2 separate regions of the Sus scrofa genome follow, and region 2 is linked to region 1. The links are chromatin contacts, called in public HiChIP or PLAC-seq maps. All regions are on one chromosome and are shown on one strand. The core of a region is the stretch at or near the end of the contact, and the rest is flanking DNA. Distances in the headings are between cores, read along the strand shown.

Evidence for each region. HiChIP or PLAC-seq counts read pairs in DNA pulled down with a chosen protein or histone mark.
Region 2: an H3K27ac HiChIP or PLAC-seq map of skeletal muscle shows a contact between it and region 1, with 6 times the contacts expected there. The contact joins the promoter of FXN here to the promoter of PGM5 in region 1. A contact is called at or near these places in 2 of 5 promoter capture datasets (fetal liver and fetal skeletal muscle) and 1 of 2 datasets of contacts at active chromatin or transcription factors (skeletal muscle).

The regions. Positions count from the first base shown.
Region 1 is chr1:221,632,829-221,636,773 of Sscrofa11.1, forward strand. It overlaps PGM5 (phosphoglucomutase-like protein 5), which reads left to right and starts at 1,688. Exons shown (of 11, transcript XM_003121933.6): 1 at 1,688-2,477. The coding sequence starts at 2,217.
Region 2 is chr1:222,409,792-222,414,130 of Sscrofa11.1, forward strand. It overlaps FXN (frataxin, mitochondrial), which reads left to right and starts at 2,694. Exons shown (of 7, transcript XM_021064638.1): 1 at 2,694-2,901. The coding sequence starts at 2,734.

The DNA.
Region 1 (3,945 bases), core at 438-2,937:
AATGTATGTATGTGTATATATTTAACGGATTTACTTTGCTGTACACCTGAAATTAATACAACTTTGTAAGTCAACTACAATAAAATTAAAAAAGGGGTTCCCATTGTGGTGCAGTGGAAACAAATCTGACTAGGATCCATGAGGATTGCAGGTTTGATCCCTGGCCTTGCTAAGTGGGTCGGGGATTCAGCATTGCCATGAGCTGTGGTGTAGGTTGCAGAGGCGACTTGGATCCCACGTTGTTGTGGCTGTGGTGTGGGCTGGCAGCTGTAGCTCACATTCGACCGCTGGCCTGGGAACTTCCATATGTCGTAGGTGGGGCCCTAAAAAGGAAAGAAATAAAAAAATAAAAAAACCCACACCACAGAGAAATGCACAGGTTCTGAGACATGTTAATATTCTATTTGATGCTGAGACAAGGCTTGCTCAACCATAATGTCAAGAACTTTGCAGGGGAATGGACTCTTGGGGGCCTGAAAATAGAGTAGAACTAAAACAATAACAACACGTACACACGTTAAAAACATTGCTGTTTGAGAAAAGCTAAAATGTCTCAACTGGATTCAGTTGATGATCTCACACTTTAATGATGTAAATAGAAAGGGGAAGCATCATATAAGAATGTGGACTGAATGCAAGTGCATCTTGGCCACTTCCTTCAACCTCATAGAAAGCCTCCTTTTTCTCATCCTTAAAATGGGAATGATATGAATGCCATTCCTACTTCTTTTAGCTGTTTTGATGCTCCAAAGAGAAAACAGATGCAAAGCCTTTTATCAACTGCAAAAATGCATATAAGTGTGAGCTATTAGTCAGTCATTTTATGACTATCACTTCATAACCCTGCAGCAAGTCAACATTAGTCTCAGAAAGTGCACACTGTTTGGAGGGGAAGCAGCAGGAGATTTTAGTGACTTTAGTTGGTGCAAAAATGCTTTGGGAGTCAAAGGAGACAGAAGCAAAAATAAGAATTATTTCTTACCTTTTGGGGCTTTATCCTTTTAGCCTGTTCTCTCTTCACACCTATTTTCTATGGGGAATTTCTTGATTTGGGAATTTTGGTGGACTTTACAGAGAGATGAGAATGCATGTGAAAGGACCAAGCCCAGTTCCTGGTTCTCTGTCCTTGTTTAATTCGGGTTTGTCCATTCATTCCTGGTATAAAGGGCTTTGCCTTCCTCCAAGTGAAAGCGATGAATCCTGGTAGGAGCCAGTGTGGACAAGTTCAGTGTAGGATAGCCTGGTTCCAAGCAGGAGCTGGACTAGGGAGGGTGAGAAGGGCAAGCAGAATAAGGAAATACTTCTCTGTGCGTCTGTGTTGCTGCTGCCGTTTTAACTACCACGACAAACAAGCCAAACAAACAAACAAAAAAGTTTTCATCCGGAGACGTGTGCTGCCTTCAGAGAGTTGGGGAAAAGTGTGGATGGCTGGGTGGGTCCCGCTGGATTGAAGGGCCTGACAGTGTGTGATTCCCTGCAACAAATGGTCATGGTGGGGTGTGTGTCCACACACACAGACACACTCGCAGTGCCCAGCCTCCAATTTCAGCGCTGGCAGAAGATAACAATTCTCAGCTCGCCTTTCCAGGGTTATTTTTGGCCGGGGCTGTTCCCTGATGGCAAAAGGTTTCAGCCCCCACCCAATTCCCTCCCCTGTCCTTGTTCAAAAGAGAAACTGGTGCGTGTAAACCGCTCATTTCCAGGGAGGCTAGGAGGCCGGGCTGCGGGAGGGAAGGGAGAGGGACTGCGGGTGCGGGCGAGGACCCCCCAATCCTGCTCTAGCTCTCAACACCCCCAGTCTGTTTTCTAGCGGAGGGTGTGCCTGGGAGAGAAGCTATCGCCGAGGAAGGCTCGGGCCAGGCGCGCGAGGAGGCGCCCCTGGGGTCGGGGTAGCTGGCTCTGAGAAGGGGACACTCTGAAAGTGAGTCCAGCTCAGGGAAGAAACTGCGGCACCTCTGGCGCTTCGGACTGAGAGGAAGTTGGGCGGGAGCAAACTTTCTTGGAAGGTAGAGGCCGAACTCTGCCCGGGCAGCTAGGGGCCGCGTGCGGAGGGAGGAGCGGTCGGCGCGGCGGGAGGGCGCGGGGCGCCGCGCGGCGGCGGAGGGGGCCGCGGCGCGAGGCGGAGCCCGGGCGTGCGGCCAGGCTGGTGGGGGCCCCGGTGGCCTGCAGATTCCCTCCGGCTCCCGGAGCCGCGGCAGGACCGGCCAGGAGGCGCCATGGAAGGGAGCCCCATCCCAGTGCTGACGGTGCCCACGGCGCCCTACGAAGACCAGCGGCCGGCCGGCGGCGGGGGGCTGCGGCGGCCCACCGGACTCTTCGAGGGCCAGCGCAACTACCTGCCCAACTTCATCCAGAGCGTGCTGTCGTCCATCGACCTGCGCGACCGCCAGGGCTGCACCATGGTGGTGGGCAGCGACGGCAGGTACTTCAGCAGGACGGCCACAGAGATCGTGGTGCAGATGGCCGCGGCCAACGGGGTGAGTGACCCGGCCTCCCCTCGAGTCTGCCTTGCCCCCTTCTCGCCCTGCCGGCCCCCAGCCGACCTCCCTTCCTCAACCCCGCTCTCGGGCTCGCCGCTCCCCCAGGTCTTCTCTGCCCGCGTCCCGCCACCGCCGCTCCCCGCAGCCTCCCCAGCGCGCCCCGCACACCCGGGATAGATCGTGTCCGCCGCCCCGAAAGGCCTTAGGAGTTCCGCGACCCTCTTTGTGCCCCGCCGGGCATCCTGAACCTGCCGCAGCTCCCTGAATCTCCCTGGACTATGCGCACGTCCCACACCTGCTCGCGGTTCTTTTCGTCTTTCTCCTCGCCAGCTCTTTACAAATACTTGCTCTTACCGCTTGCCCTACCCTCCCGCTACCAACATAGTTTTTACCCCCCCTTGTAGCCTATTTGCAATCATCTTCTTCCACCCTAAATCTTGGCTCCGCTAAATTTCAACACACACACACACACACGCACACACACCCCAGTGTTGATCCCTGACATTTTTGGCAAGCGTGGACCCTGAAAGTTTTTAATATTATTGGGTCGTTAACCTCGTGGAGTTATTTCGAGATTAATTTGATTAGGGAAGGGATGGGGCGGGAATCAGCGTGAAGCTCTGCAGCCTGGGCTTTCAGGTCCCAGGAGGGGAGGCACATCTCTTAAATGGTCAGAAACGAGATTTGCAATGCCTTTCTTTAAGCAGTTCCCAACTTCTCTCCAAGATGCCCTTTGGCAGTTGATAGTATTTTGTGCCTCTTCACCTTTGCAGTTTTCATCCTCATTTCCTCTCCCTTCTCCCAAGACCTTTGCAGTCTTCTTTCGGGATATGATTCTCAGACCTTGGGTTTTTCCTCCCTCCTTTCTGCCTATCGTACAACTGGACCGACCTTTTGGTATGTCCCCCTTCCCTGGTTTCCTCCTTTCCAAAGCCAGCAACATCTCAAGAGGGACACCTAACTTCAGGGATTCCTGAAATCTCTGTGGGAAACATTGTCTAAAATAGGACTTTCAGCCTTGTTAATGTCTTCAGAACCACACACATAGAACTTTTAAGTGAAACCTCTGCAGATGTATAAATGGGTGTGAACATTTAAAAAAGTGAAACCAAACAATTATCCAGCTTTTGAATTCCCTCCCTCTATTCCAACCCTCTCCTTTTTTATTTGCTCATTTTTTGTTTAAAAAAAAAAAAAAGCTTGGAGGTTGTCTATTTTGTCACATTTACCTGCTGTAATTCCCCTTTGTCAGTGTTTCAGGGATGGGGGAAGAGGATCCCCTTTTTGCTTTTGTGGGTTTTTTTTTTTTTTTTGCTTTGTTTTGTTTTAATAACCCAAAAGCAGTGGGGAGAAAAAGAGCCCTCGGAAGAATGGGGGTGGAGTGGGAATGGAGAGGGTGAGTTGGGTGGCAGATTGTTGATATCCACCCCCAGCAGATGCTGCTGCTGGAGATATGGGACCATTT
Region 2 (4,339 bases), core at 1,444-3,943, 780 kb after region 1:
AACTTCTGAATTGCTTAAAACATTATTTTCCTGTTCTCTGTTATACTCAGCAAAACCTAACTGGTGCACTCATTACCTGGAGGGTAGGGAGTAGGGTACACGGAAGGGTGTGGAAAGAACATGCATTTTTTTTTTTTTCCCCTTTTAGCGCCACACTCACAGCATATGGATGTTCCCAGGCTAGAGTTCAAATCAGAGCTGCAGCTGCTGGCTCATGCCACAGCCACAGCAACATCAGATCCAAGCCGCATCTGTGTCCTGCACAACAGCTCACAGCAATGCTGGATGCTTAACCCACTGAGTGAGGCCAGGGGTTGAACCCACATCCTCACAGAGACTATGTCAAGGTTCTTAACCCTCTGAGCCACAATGGGAACCCCAAAAGCACATATCTTGCTTTGAGTGGGGAAAGGGAACTAATGGTGAGATTCACTTTGAAGGTTTAGACTTTTAGAAAGATCACCTCATGGAGTTCCCTGATGACTCAGCAGGTTAAGAATGGGGCAGTGTCACTGCGGTGGCTCTGGTTACTGCTATGATATGGGTTCAATCCCTGGCCTGGGAATTTCACATGCCACAGATGCAGACATACACATACAAAAAAAGATCACTCTGTGACACTGGCTTAATTCACATTTGTGTTCAAAATGTACCCTACTGCAGGTTCTCAAAACTCAGGGCACTTTAGATTTCCCTGGAGGTCTCATTAAAACACAGATTTCTGGGCCTTACTCCTAGAGTCTGGATAAGACCTGAGAATTTGCATTCCTAAAGGCACTGGGTCCTACAGGGTCCCTCCACAGCTGTGTATAGCCATGGGGCTTTAGCCTCTTATCTGGTAAGCCCAATTCTCTTTGACAACCTCTCAGGATCTGGAGAAGGACAAATTCTTGGAGGCTTTAATATTCTCTGCTCTGCTCCTCTGAGCCTGTTTCCTTGGCCAAAAAGGCAAGGGCAGTGGTATCAACTTTGCCAGGAGCTGGAGCAGGTGCCTGGGCCCTTTCCATGCCAGAACATGCTAAGCATGCTGGTTAATCAGAGTGCAACTCTCTAAGTATATTTTGACATTCTGAGTATGTGAGGATGGGCCTGGGGCCAAGGCCAACAACCAACACACTTCCCTTTGCCGCCAATGGATTCTTCCCATGTGGCTTCAGTGGGTTCTTCTCAGACTTGGCACCACTGACATTTTGGTCTGGATGACTCTGTGTTGGGGGCGGGGGGCTTCCTATGCATAGCAGGATGTCTAACAGTATACCTGGGCTCTACCCACTTGATGCCGTTAGCACACACATGCACCCTACTCCCAACTGTGACAATCATAAATATTTCCACATACTTTATGGGGGAGAAATGACTTCTCCATGCCTGGCATATACATAACAGGTGCTCAGTATATGGCTGCTTAAAATTAATTGAATACAGGAGAACATCTCAGATCCAAAAGAATACCCTGTCAGATAGGCAGTCAAATCCCACTTCCTCTACCCTATTTTTTCAAGGCCCTGCCACTTCCTCCATGACGACGTCCTTGATTGCCCCCACCCCTACTTGTATATGCTCTCCCGTGCAACACCAACACCCAGTAGTTCATGTTCTTCTTTAACACTTGTCATTATCCTATTTATACAGATGTTTTATCTCCTCTGTTCATAAAATACTGAGATGGCTTTGGAAGAAATTTGACACTTTGTATCTCCTCTATCCACTATCTTTCCCATAAAGATGATATTCTCTAGTATGCATAGTTGACATTTTCTAAAGCATATATTCAAATATAAAAGAACTTCCATAATTTGTATTCCTTTGCAATACACAAACTAAGTAGAATTTTCTTTTATTTTTACTTACTTATTTTTGGTCTTTTTAGGGCCTCACCTGCAGCATATGGAAGTTCCCAGGCTAGGAATCAAATCAGAGCCGTAGCTGCCTATGCCACAGCCACAGCAATGCCAGATCCTATCCACGTCTTTGACCTACATCACAGCTCACTGCAACACCAGATCCTTAACCCACTGAGCAAAACCAGGGATTGAACCCACATCCACAAGGATACTGTCAGGTTTGTTTCTGCTGAGCCATAACGGAAGCTCCTAGAATTTTCTTTTAAAATGTATTAACATATTAATATTTATTGTGGGCTTAACAGGATTAAGGGCCTTTCCAAGAAAACTTTACATGGATTAACTCATTTTATCCTTACAACCACCGTATGAAGTAGAGACTTTTATACCCCATTTTACAGATGAGGCACAGAGAGGTTAATTAACTTCCTCACTGGTCACACAGGTAGGAAGTAGGCAGAGTTCAAATTTAAACCAAGCAATCCGTTTCCTGTCTGCACTCTTCTGCTATAATTTATACGGGCGGCCAAGCAGCTTCAAGACCTGAATTCCGTCCAGTTCACAGCAAAACTGCAGTTCCCAAATCCTTTCTGCATAAAATTCTGGAGCAGCAGGTCACTAAGCTGGTCTTGGAGTTGGGGACCTTAGTATTGCATTCACTATGTTGCCCAAGGGATAAGCCCTCTGCCTTGCACAAAGCAGCCTCTCTATTTTTGTTAAATGCAGAGGTGGTGCAAGGCTGGCAAGTTCTTCCTAAAGTGTAACATCTGGCCGTTTCCCAAGCCCACAGAAAAGGGGAGCTCGCGCCTGCGGCTGCGACCCGTGACCACCAGGTGGCGCCTGCCTTCCCCCGAGCAGGAGGGCGGAGCGGCTGCAGATCGCGAGGGACATGTGGACGCTCGGACGCCGAGCGGCTGCCGGCTTCCTTCCCCGCTCCGGGCCCCGAGGCTCTGCCCAGGCCCGCGCCGGGGCTCCGCGGCCGACGAAAGATCCCCAGCCTTATGGCTGCCGGGGTCTGCGCACCGGGACCGCCGCGGCCCGCGCACGCAACCAGTCGGTGAGTATCTGCGCCGGCAGCCGACAGGGCCACACGCCGGAACAAGGAGGCCGCGCACGCCGGGAACGCGCGCTCGCACCCGCTCCTTTGGGGCCGCGTTCGGGCGGGGGCGGGAGGCGGCGGCACCTTGCGGTGAGACCCCTAGTCTTGGTTTCTCAGAGAGTCTTTTGTACTGGCTTCCGCTTTCCGGGGAAAAGAGACTGTTTTTTCCTGCAATTCAGCTGCGGGAACTGCGCGGGCAAAGGCAGGGAAGGTGCACGGGGTCGGCTCTTAGGGACCAGGGGTGACTCTAAGCTTGTCACCTCTTTGCGAGAACTTAAGTAATAATTAAGTGCTAGTTACTGTAATATTCCTATATGTATATTATCTGTACTATTAGTACCCAGTACATAGGACTATTTCAATAAAATATATATCAATATAATAGTATATTATATAAATATGTATACTATCAGAGTGATTTTTTTAGGCATGGGCTTTTATGAACAAAAATGCTTTCATCGAGCGACGTGAAGATGTCAAGCTTTCAGAGCACAGTCACTGGAGCAGCGGGGCTTTTAGATTGGGCCTGGGTTCCAAATTCTAGCTCCTTCCTCGACTCCACATGGTGGGTGACCCTTCGGGGGATCCTGGGAACTCTGAGGCGTGGCTTCCTTTTCCATGAAGAGGAGATTCCCATTTTGCCAAGCAGGCATGAGGTTTAATTAACATATATAAAGTCTTCAGCAGTTCACTTTCTTCCCCCGAGGATACAAAAGAAATATCTGACCCAGTTACTCCACGACTAGAAAGGAGGAAGCCCAAAGAAAAGCTGTGGGATTAAGGCTGCCTGGGAGGATGTTTAATCCGGGTCTGATGATGTTAGGGAGCCGTGCTGGCCTTCAGGAGAAGACCTTGTGGGCAAAGGCCTGGGCAGCGGACTAGAGATCAGCTCTAAGTGGCTGGTGACCGGATGGGCTTGGTGATGGAGGTGGCAGGTGAAATCCAACACACAGTGTTGGTGGAGCTCCGGAACTTGGACTTTCCGCTTAAACCTCCCACTGGCATGTGTTATTTGGCCTTCTGTGAAGAAACACTGGGGTAGGTTGCCAACACTCAAAGTTGGGATCGTGGATCTCCCCTCTTCTCAGGAAAACTAGGCGGTTATAGCCACACAGGTCCCACACTTCCCTTCTGCAGAACACAGACTTGTTGCTGTGTTTATTCTGCTGAGACTTGCTCCTTGTGATCAAGTGTCAGTTTTGAGATTTTGTTGATGCACACAGCTGTCCATTTATTTGCTTTCTCTGCTGGATCATGCCGCTGTCCATTTATTTGCTTTCTCTGCTGGATCATGCCGGTTGGGTGAGTATGTTCCACCTTGTCCAGGCTCCGGTTGAGTCCTATAGGCTGCTCTTACAGTGGTGCTGCAGTGGGCATTCCTGTGAGTGGACAGAAC